5 separate regions of the Danio rerio genome follow, and all the other regions are linked to region 4. The links are chromatin contacts, called in public Hi-C, HiChIP or PLAC-seq and Micro-C maps. All regions are on one chromosome and are shown on one strand. The core of a region is the stretch at or near the end of the contact, and the rest is flanking DNA. Distances in the headings are between cores, read along the strand shown. Region 1 holds the start of sub1b (SUB1 regulator of transcription b). Region 2 holds the start of pias2 (protein inhibitor of activated STAT, 2). Region 3 holds the start of golph3a (golgi phosphoprotein 3a). Region 4 holds the start of npr3 (natriuretic peptide receptor 3). Region 5 has its middle 17 kb from the start of sub1b.

What was found. A called contact is a pair of places that touch in the nucleus more often than the background predicts. HiChIP or PLAC-seq counts read pairs in DNA pulled down with a chosen protein or histone mark.
Region 1: an H3K4me3 HiChIP or PLAC-seq map of gastrula embryo shows a contact between it and region 4, with 4 times the contacts expected there. The contact joins the promoter of sub1b here to the promoter of npr3 in region 4. A contact is called at or near these places in 10 of 18 Hi-C or Micro-C datasets (caudal fin, embryo, fibroblasts and 4 more) and 3 of 4 datasets of contacts at active chromatin or transcription factors (caudal fin, embryo and gastrula embryo).
Region 2: a contact with region 4 is called in a Micro-C map of caudal fin, with 9 times the contacts expected there. The contact joins the promoter of pias2 here to the promoter of npr3 in region 4. A contact is called at or near these places in 8 of 18 Hi-C or Micro-C datasets (caudal fin, embryo, fibroblasts and 2 more) and 3 of 4 datasets of contacts at active chromatin or transcription factors (caudal fin, embryo and gastrula embryo).
Region 3: a contact with region 4 is called in a Micro-C map of caudal fin, with 11 times the contacts expected there. The contact joins the promoter of golph3a here to the promoter of npr3 in region 4. A contact is called at or near these places in 2 of 18 Hi-C or Micro-C datasets (caudal fin and an unstated tissue) and 1 of 4 datasets of contacts at active chromatin or transcription factors (embryo).
Region 5: a contact with region 4 is called in a Hi-C map of hematopoietic stem cells, with 6 times the contacts expected there. The contact joins the enhancer-like site here to the promoter of npr3 in region 4. A contact is called at or near these places in 11 of 18 Hi-C or Micro-C datasets (caudal fin, embryo, fibroblasts and 4 more) and 3 of 4 datasets of contacts at active chromatin or transcription factors (caudal fin, embryo and gastrula embryo).

The regions. Positions count from the first base shown.
Region 1 is chr5:42,062,512-42,065,211 of GRCz12tu, forward strand. sub1b (SUB1 regulator of transcription b) reads left to right here and starts at 1,448. Exons shown (of 5, transcript NM_001002505.1): 1 at 1,448-1,505. zfr (zinc finger RNA binding protein) reads right to left here and starts at 657. Exons shown (of 20, transcript NM_199558.2): 1 at 579-657; 2 at 281-362. The coding sequence starts at 615.
Region 2 is chr5:42,368,353-42,371,052 of GRCz12tu, forward strand. pias2 (protein inhibitor of activated STAT, 2) reads left to right here and starts at 1,400. Exons shown (of 15, transcript NM_001326481.1): 1 at 1,400-1,483. The coding sequence starts at 1,460.
Region 3 is chr5:42,021,986-42,024,685 of GRCz12tu, forward strand. golph3a (golgi phosphoprotein 3a) reads right to left here and starts at 1,349. Exons shown (of 3, transcript NM_001006105.1): 1 at 859-1,349. The coding sequence starts at 1,074. It also overlaps a transcript of mtmr12 not described here.
Region 4 is chr5:42,214,326-42,217,025 of GRCz12tu, forward strand. npr3 (natriuretic peptide receptor 3) reads right to left here and starts at 1,361. Exons shown (of 8, transcript NM_001102673.2): 1 at 362-1,361. The coding sequence starts at 1,031. It also overlaps a transcript of arid3c not described here.
Region 5 is chr5:42,079,230-42,081,929 of GRCz12tu, forward strand. No RefSeq gene overlaps it. Among named protein-coding and RNA genes, the nearest start is that of sub1b, 17 kb to the left of the region's middle. Within about 2 kb of position 1,437, at least 10 of the 62 cell types and tissues checked have an H3K27ac peak or open chromatin away from gene starts, as enhancers often do.

The DNA.
Region 1 (2,700 bases), core at 198-2,697, 150 kb before region 4:
TATGCAATGACATCCTGTGTGTCAATATATCTGCCTAGCAAATAAAAAAACAAATGTCATATATACATAAAAACAACACATTAATCGCCATATTTAAACTAAAACGTCGTTTAATGCATCATTTCCTTACCAAACGTTCACCTCAAGGTTTAAAGCGTTGCCCATCGCCTCCCTCCCCCTGCCCCCACCCGGACCCAGCAACAAAGGCATCGGGGCCAAATCCCACCATTACTGTACCACCACCAGCACTGCAGTCCCCATTAAACATCACGGCCCTTACCTGTACTGGGCCCCAGCACCATGGGTAAATCCAAAGTAGTTGCCGGTGGCCATTTTGGCATCTTCACCTAGCCGGCTGGGCACTGCAAAAAGACAGATTGGCGGAGGGTTAGCGGCTGTGCGCGGTGGCAACCATGATGAAGAGCCGTATCATGCAGTGGAAGAAAACACGCAGGACACCACGACGGATTACACCGTGACGACTCCCGCACACCCGCAACATGATCCTAATCACATCTTCTCTTGTCTAAAACCCATGAAATGTTTCGACACGCTTTTAAAATTTAGATTATACTCACCATAGGTGAAGGAGACTACTGGACATATGGGAATCATTGGTTTCCTATTCTCTAACGAACTCTGACTCGTATGCCTGCCTTTTTATATGAGAAGGTCGTACCAGGATATGGCGTTTGCTGCGCATGAGCAGTGTCTGCCGCCAGGGATGGGAAATGTAGTTTTGTCCAAAGTCATTTTGAAAGGTCAGTCAAACAAACAAATATTTTTTTGGATGTTTTTTTTTTTTACAAAAAGGAGTAATAGACCTGCCGATGTGATCATGTTAGACACATATACTCACACCTAAAACTATATGTGAAACTATTAAGACTCAATTAAGGAACTCAAATGATGTTAGTGTTGATTATTCATAAATTTACCATGCTACAATCAGTGATGGTATGCTAAATAAAACTGTTAGGCTACAATTTTACTATTATAAAGCCGTGGTTAATTTTGTGTAGGAACCAAATATGCCCTGGATGGTCTGAGGTAAGAAAATGAAATGCAATTTTAAATTTTTGTGTGATCTGTCCTCTTGACATCTGTCCCCTTGGTTTTTTATTTTGGATTTAGATTTATTAAAAAAACAACTTTTTTTATTGTTCCCGTTGTGTGTTATTATTGAACTTCATTCAAAACTTTACTACTTAACCGATCATTTTAGAAATACTTAAATAAACACTTATAATTATGTTCAATAAATATGATAAACACAAGCGTGAAAACGAGTCTGTATCAAACAAGATCTGTTTAAATTAGATAAGAACATTAGGTTCACAATTTTTATACACCGTAAAAATCCGACGCAATGCCGTCATTGATGCAAAACTACATCTCCCACAATGCTCTCTGAGATGTTATTAGCCATATGGTTGGTCCTCGATTCCTCGACTTCCCGCCGCTAAGCGTGACTGACTGTTGTAGACCACTGCTCAACCTTACATGTAAGTCACGTTCAATTCATGTTAAACTTGTTTTAGAAATGCACTCCTTAAACGAGTGCACAGCCACGAATAATTGCATTAAACGAGAGTTATACTGTTAACGCGTTTCTTAGTGAGGTGTTATTTAGGGCCTATATTTTTCCATCTTAGTTTTAGAGGATGCAGAGGCCCCGGTCAGCCCGGGGTTTGATTTGAGTCAGTCTTGTTAACCTAACAATTAAGCACTTAAATGTTGTCCAGTCTCGTCTGTGGGGTTAGATCGGGGAAACCTCAGTGATGTCTCATGTTGCATCTTTTTTACCAACATGACACTCATCTAGTATTTCTTTATTGGCTGCGCATCTGCTAGCTCTTATAAATGCAGGACTTAAAAATAAATATCTAACGTTATATATCTGCTGTATGTTACAGCTGGGAAATGTGGCTAGAAAATTATCACAGCTTGTAATAAACCAGTGTTCCGACAATATTAAGGAAGAACCTGGAATCTAAATTAATAAAATCTTTGATTTCTTATGAATATATTTGATAGTGTCCCTGGCAAACCGTTTTTACCCTACTACAGTGGATTGTTTGTATGTACACTATTGTTGTCAGTAACTAAAAGTAATGGTCACAGCAGCCTTTTGTGACACCTGTTCTGTGAGTATTTGTAGGTAACTTAATATAATATTTTGAGATGATTCAAACAAAAACTTTTATTATTTAGTTTAAAGGGAGGGTTCACCTTCAGGTTGTACAACATATGTAAGTGTCTTTTAGCAGTTAGAATATCTAAGATTATTAGCTGGAAATAAGTGATCATTCATGATTTATAACATGCAAATCGATCATTATCAACACTTTACAAGTAAAAAAACAAACATGGGTTAAACTAAATTTAAAGGGATAGTTCACCCAAAAATGAGAATTTCCTTACCCATTACTTCCACTCAAGTGAAACTAAACTAGCGTGATTTTCTTTTTCCTTTTTTTTTTTTTTTTTTGTTTTGTTTTGTTACTAGCAAAACAAGATATTCTGATCAAAATACTATGATTTTTTTCTCAGCCCCAGACATCACAGCAAGCATCATCTACAGACCTATGGCTAAAATTTTGATGCATATTTAATCTGTCCTCAGGATTTTCTTGGCTCAGAGTTAGGCTGAGGTGGTATCCTGAACATGATTTTGTTGCTACTTTAACAAACACATAT
Region 2 (2,700 bases), core at 150-2,649, 150 kb after region 4:
ATAAAAACACTTAATCGTGAGACAAAATTCATTACAGTTCCTTAATGGTTCTCAAAGTTTTGGCTCCAAGACTTCATTTACAACATTTGGATGACTTTCAGTTGTTTAACATGTTAATCAGTTAAATGGGGCTTGGTATAGTTATGTATATAGTGTATACAACTATACACTACTATAATCATAAGCTGTATACTAAAACATAATATATATATTTTAGATATTTTTAATGATTTCCAACATCTACAAAGACAACATAAACAGTTGTTAATGTGTGGATTATAAAAAAGTTTTTATTTAACCATTTTAAATTCTCAAGGCTCCCTTAGAGTGACACGGTGGCTCAGTGGTTAGCACTGTCTCCTCACAGCAAGAATGTCGCTGGTTCGAGCCTCAGCTGGGTCAGATGGCAATTCTGTGTGGAGTTTGCATGTTCTCCCCATGTTCGTGTGGTTTTACACTGGGTGCTCTCCTTTCCCCCACTGTCCAAAGACATGCTATAGGTGTATTGAATGAACTAAATTGGCCATAGTGTTTGTGTGGGTGGGAATGTCAGTGTGTATGGGTGTTTCCGCTGTGTAAAACATATGCTGGATAATTTGGCGGTTTATTCCACTGTGGTGACCCTTGATTAATAAAGGGACTAAAAGCCAAGAAGAAAATGAATGAATGAATGAATGAATGAGGCCCCCTTAGAATTTTGCTGCCCCCTGGTGGAACACCACTAGCATAAACTAAATGGTCTCAAACTTAATTCCTGGAGAGCCACAGCTCTGCATAGTTTAGTTTCAACCACCTCCAACTCACACCTCTCTAGTAGTCTTGAATACCTTAATTAGTTGAATAAGCCATGTTTGATTATGGTTGGAGCAAAACTGTGCAGAGCTGCAGGCGACCCTCCAAGAACTGAGTTTGAGACCCATCTATGCTGTACAGCTTTTTTACTTCATCTTATTTGCCTTGGTGCTAAAAGGTTTGTTGGAATCACATTAGAGCTTACATGAGGACATACTCTCAGAAAAACAGTTTCAAAACACATTTCTAGTGGCGAAAGAGAGTACAGGAATCACACAATGCAAGTAAAAACGCTTCCAATATATCTGCGATATTTAGGATTAGATTATTGCAGATAACATTGCCACCCAAAAAGACTAATTAACAAACATAACATTGAACTAAAATGTTTATAAACAATTTGAACTGATTAACAGGATTTTACTTTTCGATGGCTAAATGATCTCCTCCTTGTGGAAAAATAATTATAATTTCGTTCACAGCGAAGGATTCTGTGGTTGATTACTGAATAACGGAAACTATTCCCAAAATATGGGTAAGGGGAAAAGCAAATCAGGGAACCTCAGAAGAAAATAAAAATGCACAAATGAACGACGTGACCCCTTTAACCAGCCTGTGTCACGTGACTCGACATCTCCGGACTAGCCAGGATGAGCGCAGCCAGAAAATGGCGGATATTGAGGAGTTACGGGTAGGCGAAAGTGCAATGATAGCTGGCTACTTCTTTGCGTCTTTCACATGCTGAAGGCATTTTGCAGTTGACGTTATGTTATGCTATTATGCCCGTCCGTTGGCCTTTGATGCGTTAGTTTCTTCATAGTTAAAAGAGAAACGCGACATCCCTCCGTTATTCGGGTTATGGTTAGCCTGTTAGCCACCAACCCGCTACTCGTTTAGCTCTCGAGATGCTACACAAACGTTGAAGATCAGCCTCAAAATGCCACTGCTTTTATTGCCACCATTGACTGCATGAAAACGCTTTATTATAATGCCTAACTGAACTTGACGACTGTTCGCTTCAGGTAAAAAGTTTTTACGTTCTTCACTGCTCGACTTGTTTTGGCTGGTCTTTTGTTAGCTAACGTTAGCGTCCGGCAGCTATTGACATTGTTTACATGTAACTTACACACAGGTGATGCTTGATTTATTAGAAGTGTTTGCAAGGGAGACATATGTTTAATCCAGCGTGTCCAGAGTCTCTTTGTGCGTGTAAATGAAAGTGAACGTGCGTTTTATATCATAATTGCTAAGTTAAACAATGGAAAATATACACACTGAGAATGTTGTTTACAAGCTCTAACTGTAAATAGTTTGCGGCAAACAAAACAAACTTGACTTCTGTTTCATATTTTCCTCAACATAAGCACTTTAGTAGTGTGATGCATACATCACTTTTCTGAAATTGAACGTATTCAGCTCCAACAAACGTTAACCATGCCATAAGAAAGGTATACTGTGTGTACTGGATACGTTAATGTTAGACACTTGCTGTTATATCTGTCATTACATAACTGACTGATTCATGCTGTCCTGTAAAGTGTTCAGAATTGTCCAGATTTGCTGTAAACCAAGTTTCCCGCCAGCAGTTCTGTTGATTTCTCTTGAGATCAACGTGAACATCTGTTTTGTTCTTTGTCATGTTCTCGATGTTCATCTAATGGGTCTTGGAATTATTCTCAACATTTTAGATGCATTTCGGTCATTTGTTAAGGATTATTAAAGAAAAAAGGATTAACACGTAAGAACAATCAAGCATGGACCGTGTAATGAAGGGTCAGTTGAGATTTTCTTATTTCTTTGGGGTTTCTTGAAAGGGTGTTTTTTGGGTGGGCTGTCACCTCACTTCACACATAATTCTTTGTTAATTAATCTGGTTACTAATTAAATGACACTTTTTGGTTTAAAAAA
Region 3 (2,700 bases), core at 99-2,598, 190 kb before region 4:
TGATCTTTTAAAATCTCAATGTGTCACCAGAAGCCTCTGCTATTAATTTTGTTTACTTGCATTTTACAAATACCCAATGTCACTGGTTTTCAGTAAAATGTTCTTTTAGGATATACTGAAGAAACAAAGTCACCTACATCTTGGGTGGCTTGAGGGTCAGTAAATAGTACATTTTAATTTTCACTTGGTTCTGGATGATCTGACCCTTAATAAGACACACTGTAATAAAGATTACGCTGGACTTGTTCCTAAACAAATATTGTTTTGACTATACAGGCTGTATCTGGATCTACATGCTTCATACGAATGTGAACGTGGGTGTAAGGATAATGGCCTACATCATGCGTCTTGAACAACATTGTATCTACCAAAATGCAATACACAAACGGCATCAAACTCATTGTGTAGACAGCGACGAAAATTAGCTTTATGTAACTTTCATATGCCAATATCAGTGTATGCCAATCTGGTTACCATATGGTACATGAAACAATATATGTAATATTAAGACATTTAAAGGTATCGTTCAGTTTTTTAAACTCTGTTCACTGAACTACGTTTTGTTTTGAGAGTCTTGAGGGTCAAAGAGAGAACTTGGAGCTGCAGTGCAAGTCAAGCTAAATGCTATTGCATTACCGAAAACATGTGGCTTGATTTTATCTCAAAACGTCACCAATATATAAACAAAATATAATAATCATCAAAATTTAAGAATTCAGCTTCTTCTATTTTTGAAAGAGCTAATTTATAAGCATCGAAATGAGCGACAACTGTGGGTGATGGTGAGAGATAATATGCTAACGTTAAGCATCGACTATAGAAACAACAACTGAGAAAATAAAGCAAAACCACAATAACCTCTCGGTCTTTCAAGCCCAACAGCAGCACTTCCTCCATCAAGGTGAGTCTGGTTTCTTTGGAGTCGCCGCTGTCATCGTCCTCCGGCTCTTCTCCGCGACGAGGCTCGTAATCCTCGTCACCGGATCCGCGCTCTCTGTCTGCGGCCGCAGCGCTGCGCGAAGCCTCGGTGCGTCTTTGCACCAGGCCGGAGCTCCGCTGGGTCAAAGTACTCATCTCTCTCTCTCTCAAACACACTAAAACAAAACCTCCGTCCCAGACAACCCCTGTCTGAGAACACACTGCCTTATTCAGTCCGATGCATAAATGATTTCCAGGGCGAAAAGGGAAAACGAAGGTGTATATCGGGATTTGTTTTGGAAAGGGCCCCCTCGCGATCCCTACCGCGGACCGTCGCCGATTCCGTCAGGTTTAATATGGCGACCAGTCCAGACGTGACGGGAACAGCAGTGGATGTGGCATCCCAGTACTCGGGTTGTGTCCCAAAACCTGCCGAACTACATACCGAGACTACATTTTTCATAATATTTAGGTAGTATCTATTTAATTTAATTAACTAGCCCATTTTGTTAATTAACACTGTAAGCATTTTACTAAATTAAAGTGAAATAAGAAACGTTAATATTAATATTCAAACGTATTAATTGTGGCTAATAAAAAAACACAATTAAATATATATATAATTATATCATTTAAATGTCCTATATACAATGAAAAAAATTACACCAACACACAAATCAAAATCCTACTAAAACAACAAAAATGCTTTGTTAATATGCACATTCAAGTAGAATAACAATAAAATAAACATAGCAACAAAACACTGATCACGATTGCAAAGTACTGATCTATTTTTTTTTTATTTCAATCATATTTTGTGGACATAAAGTCAAAGGTACATATTTCTCAAGTGCGTATAAAAAGTATTTGCTACTTTTACATGAAAATAATAATCTCAAAATCAATGTTCCAAAATAAAGCAATATTTCATATACATCCAAGGCCAAACTCTGATAATGTGAACTTTAAAGTTAGTTATAGAAAAATATTTTAAAAAATGATACAGTGATACGTTTCTCATTAAGTTCACCTTGTCAAACACAAGAGCAGTGATGAACTGAAGTGAACAGAACCAGACTCTCATCTGACTGTTCAAGTAACAGTGACTGACTGGCAAAGAGCAGCAGTGCAAAACAAAAGTGAAAAATGCAAACAAAAACACAAAAATGGTCAGGAAACCGCTTTCTCCACACTTCTGCCAGCTGTTCAGTGCTTTCAGGAGCTTACATCAGTTTCAGTACATTACAACAGCAGAAAAACACAGAAAGTGATGCACAACAGACACTGAAGACAATATGTGACTGAAGTGCCTGTTAATTTGGGGCAGTAGTTCTGTAGGCACCGCAGAAAAACAGAAGAAAATGTGCACAAACGCAGATACTGTATGACAATAGCTTATGTTTCAATAGTTACAAGGATTAGCAGTTTATGATGATTTTTTTAATCTTACCGTATAAAATTATTTCTAATTTATTTAGTTTTATACACATACATTTGTTGTTGTTAGATCCATACATATATAGAGTTCCACACAAACACCACTGTTGTATCTGTGTAAGCACTGACTAAAATACCCATGGTGATGCTGATGCTTGGTTGATCTATATCATCACAAAAAAAAAAAGAATGGTTTGCATCACCAATATCATGTCCTTACAATTTCATTGTAATAAAGTTAGTAATATTTGTTTGTGCTCCTTTGTTCTAAAAGTGTGAACTGATCGCATAATGTTCTAAAAATGATAGCAGCTAAGGCTGAATGAAATAAAAGACAGCCTACTG
Region 4 (2,700 bases), core at 111-2,610:
TTTATGGCAAGCCATTTCATTTGATTTATTTGAACTAATATTCAGACTATATGGGATAGAAACAAATCTGAATAGTCAACACTTTTAAAACTAAGAGGTTCCAGCAACCGCTGTATGAAGCTGTTTGATTGTATGAAGTGGTTGATATCAAACAGATCTTGCATCTCCAAATAATTTATTGTACAAAACATGCAATATAATTATTATGTACAACTAAGTAACCTATTTAATAGTCTACATACAGTAAGGTTACCAGTGTTAAATGCGAATATCTATCAAAAAAGTAACTGAACAAAAAGGTTCGTAAGAAATAAATGTTAATGCGGCTTGCCATGACACGGGAACTAATGACGGACTTTACCTTCGCTCCCGTAGACGGAGGTGATGATCCCGTCGGGGTCTACTCTCTCCTCGTTGGAGTTCAACACGGCAAAATCTGTTGAGATGTGGTACTCAGAGAGCACCGTAAAAACTCCCTCCATCGTAAAGTAACAGTTTCTCTCATCTTTATCATCGTCGTAAATCAAATACGCGGTTCTCCAGCCGAAATGTCCGAATATCGCCTGAAAGGTCTCAGCCATCTTCAGGTATGTTGGTGCGATTCGTGTCAGATGAGAGTACTCGGGGGTTTTGCTGTTGAAGCCGGTGGCCAGAGCACCTGCCGAGATCACCGGGATGTTCCAGTGCGATGCCACCCTCGTGACCGACGAAGCCGCGTACTCGCACACCGGACCGAGGACCAGGTCGGGACGCTCGTCTTTCTGCCGGTCCACGAGCGCGTAGAGAGCGTCCATCCCGCACGCGGAGTTCTCAAAGCGCACATTGAATCTCAGTCCCGCATACGCGTCTGCTTCTCTGAGGGCTTTTTTCGCGTACTCAATAGCCGGAAAAACTCTCGTGTACGAGAACAGGTATGTGTTGTTGCGAGGCAACATGACCATCACTTCGATGTTGTCATTCAGTGCACTTGTCCTGCCAGGCACCATGAGCACTGCCCAAATGGACAGACAGAGTGGCATGAAACATGACATCTTTAACACCAATGAACGAAGTAACTGACAGTTTGTCTTTTTCTGTCAAAGCTGTTGAAAGTTTCTCTCTCTCCCTCTCTCTCTTTTGCCTTCTCTCCAAAGTTGATTGCTATATAAATTAAGACGTATCCTTAATTGAACTTAGTGTGGTACAATCCCACTCTTTCAGTTTATGAGTGAGTTGTGTCGTGTGTGTCTCTCTCCTGCAAGTGTGTCCAGAGCCCTTCTCTCTCTCTCTTTCTCTTCCCCTGTTTGGAGTCTTCTCTGGGTCTCTGTCTAACTCTCCGCTTGCCTGTGTAATTACTCTTGTTAGGATGTGTGAAGTGTGCGGCTCGGCTGGTCACCACACATGCTGCAGTCTAGGAGGAATTTTCAAGCATCCTTTCATTATTATTCCTGCGTCATTACTGCGCTTCCCGCCCCCTCCTTAAAGCGACAGTGCTGCAAACCATGACAGTCAGCAACTTCAGTTTGGATCAAGCGGTCAAGGTACAGTCCTCACATCACGCTTTCAGCTAATTAGTGATGCTCATATAATATTACGTGATTTTGTAATTATTAAACTATGAAACACATTTAAAACAAAAACGTCCTGATGCAGAGTTGTGCAATATGACATTTCTGTTAATTATTAATTATGCGATTGCATACTATTCAATGCAACAAACATTAACCCAACAATAAAAGGAAAGCATCTGTTTAATTAGCAATAAAAGCTGCAAAATACAAAGTTTAAATTTTAAAATGAGCAACAAAAGAGCAAACTAGAAACAGAGAAAAACTAGAAACTTCACAAAATTGGAGTTATTGACAAGGCTCTTGAAGCCTAAAAGAAAGTTTACTGCAAGATGAGTCTGATATCAAGGGGGAATATGTAAACTAAAGGCCACAGATGTGTATTAGTGGGCAAGTATGACTAAGGCCATATACGTCATACATATTTTCAAAGACATCCAGCAAAGAAGTGTGAAACCCATGCTTCATTTTCACGTTAGAAATCTGGCCATAGTATTTTGCACCAGATGCAATTCATCAAACGCCAACTGTGGACATATGCAGCAAGATATTACTGAATCACAGTTTAATTACATCAGAATTACATCAGAAACATCACACTTCACAGTAACAAAAGCAATCATACATACTTTAGATGATCTAAAATCATACGTATCTGTATTGTGGACTAAATGAGTGAACAAGTCAACATTTTTGACCCTCCCCTCCCCCTGTTTGTTTGTTTGTTGTTGTTTTGGTGGTTGATATAGAAGGAGAATCTTTTTATTAACTTTATTTATTTAGTTATTAACCCTTTAGATTAAGGAACGCATGTTTATGACTTGTTAGCATTCATATTATTAGCTTGCGATATATTAGTTCTTATAAATTCAATTCATCTTTATTTCTATAGCGCTTATTACAATGTAGATTGTGCCAGATAAGCTTAACATAGATGAAGTTAGTAAACTAAATCTGCTTCAGTTAAAGCACAAAATAACATCTTGTTCTGAATAACCTTACAAAATTACAACTACCTTACTTTCTATAAATCAGCAATCAAATTAGGGCAATGCAGTGGCGTGGTAGGTAGTGCTGTTGCCTCACAGCAAGAAGGTCACTGGTTCGAGCCTCAGCTGGGTTAGTTGGCGTTTCTGTGTGGAGTTTTCATGTT
Region 5 (2,700 bases), core at 187-2,686, 140 kb before region 4:
TTGCAGTAGTTATAGTTAATGTATTTACTAACATAATGAACAATACTTGTACAACATTTCGTCACCTTAGAATTATGAGGTTCTATCTGACCTTTTTGTCAAAATTGCGTTTTTGACATATTCTTATTACATGAAAACTAATTTACATTATGGAATGTTTTTTTTTTTATAAGTTGTTTACATTTTAAGACTATTTATTTACTGTTTGCTATGGAATGCAAAAACTTTAAAGCTCAAGATCTCAAAATCATTCAGAACGCAAATCAAACCTTCCAAGGTGACTATTTATTAATATACTTGATTAAAAAACTCATAAAAAAATAATTATAGACTGTAATAAATGTACTTTTCAGTTGTGTGTTCATGTTGTTACAATCATGTCCTGCTTTATTTACATGACTGTTGTACAGGTTTTATGTTTATATTTCAGACAAACCACACCAGAGATCAATTACTCACTTTAAATGCTGTAATCTACAGTGGCCGAGAGAGCTTAACGCTCTACAATTTAAGAAATCACATGCAATTACAAAAATCACCAGCAAATAAAGAAATGATCATGGTTTTGGGTCCCCTTGAAACATTTCTTTTGGTTTAGGTGGATATTTACAAGTGTAGTGACTAATTGCTGCACGTTTCTTCAGTTGTTTGTGTTGTGACCAATTGCTCCGTGTTTCTTTGGTTTATTGTGTTGTGAGAATTTGCAACACGTGTGCTGTCAACTTTATGAAGATCGTTTCTTTATCTGCTAGTTTTTTCTTATAATTGCTTGTGCTTTCCTAAATAGCAGCGTGTTAAACTCTCTCGGCCACCGTAGGAATGCAAACCTTGATGTGCACCAAACAAGCAGATCGCAACTTACGGAAAAGTGGGTGCTCTGGCTGCTTGTTTATTCAAATGAACTGCACAAACAAAGCAATCAAAACAAAATTCTATTTAATTCAGACTAAGTTAGAACGCCCTTATAGACAGCAGAACATCTAAAACCCTCAGAATAGTCTTACAGATATTTATGTGAATTGCTCATCTGAAAATACTTAAAGATCTGTTACTACTCACATTTTGGAGTAGCAAATCCTTCAGTGAAATAAAACCTCTGTAAAGTTCAAGAAAAATAAGGTTTTACTGTGTTGTTGTTAACTGTAAATTCAAAAACCTGACTCAAGTCTGTTTTGTGTCCTCATCAAATAGGCAGTATTATGCTCGGGCTCTGTCTGGAGTACAGCTTATGCATATATTTCATATCAGTTGTTTTATTGATAGCACTGAGCGTAGATGCAGACATGGCTGTTCATGTTGGCTGGAGACCAGAGAGGAATGTAGTGGGCTTGTTGATAACTTCTCTCCTCTCAGCTGGGGTTTATACAGCTCCTCGCGCTGGTTTCAGAACCCCGCTGAGCAGAACGTCCCCGAGGTTAGCTGGAGGTGCCCTCGACCCCACTGTCCACACCGCCTCGTAAATCTGCCTGCCCTGGGCCAACACTTATTGTTCACAAGGAGAGCCGTTTGCCAGGATTTAGTTTCAGCCTCAGATGAGTTGTTTGGGTAGTCAGTAGTGTTTAAATGTGCCTAGGGGTACTGGAATGTGTCAGCCATTATTACAAGGCTTTCTGGAATACTTGAGTCTGATTGGAGGGTCCCATCATCCAGTGGACAGATATTTCAATGTATTTTCCATGGCCTATGAGAACATTATGGCACAAGTCCACTGCTGCAACAGAAGTATACATAAAAAAACCTGTAGAGGACATACTTTGTGATGTCTTTGTAGTGTAGTCTTTAGTTGTTTTCAGTCAGGGACATTGCTAGACCCCATTTACTGGGCCACACACACCCTAATAAAAATCAGCTGCCTGTGATCCAGTAAAAGCTTTTAAATTACAGGATTGATTTCTATTATTTATTTAGAAATCATTCTCATGGTCATTTTGCAGATGTGTTCGATGAATAGAAGTAGATCATTAGGAAAAAGTCAGTTAAAAATACCTCCCTGAAAACAACAAGAAAATAAATAAACGTGAAAAGGGTAATGGTTTCTTGAACATGGCTTCAAATGGCCTCTACAGTCACCAGAACTCAATCCAATTGACCTTATTCTTCAATGTGGAAGTGCACTCGTTTTTGTGATTGTTTTTGAGCTTCTGATTCAGTTGCCTATGGGAGAAATGACTAGGAATATTAAACGGCAGAAAACGGTCAAACTATTTGCTCTACAAACAAGTGTTTGCATGACTATACAGACAAAGCAGAATAATATAACAAGAAAATATCAGTTTGTGAAATCAAGCAGCATAACGCTACAAATAAATGGAAGTAAATGAGATCGTAAGTCTTAAGCCAAAAAGATTCAAATGGCTGCGCCCACTCGTACACAGAGAAAAGGTGAATAGAGCACCTGTGGCGTAGATGTGGTTAAATGGGATATTTGCAACATGGATGTGCAGCCGACAAATCTGCAGCAACTGTGTGATGCTATCATGTCAATATAGACCAAAATTGCTGAGGAATATTTCCAGTACCTTAATCCAGAAAAACAAACAATAAGCGCTCAGGGGTAACTCAAATATTTGGTCGGCGCTCTATGGGTAAGGGATTCATCGAAACAACAACAGGAATCCATCCAAGGCACTCCCTCTACTATTTTTAGTTTTTAGTACCTTCAGTTCTGAAGGCAAAAGGGGGTCCAACCCGGTAGTAGTA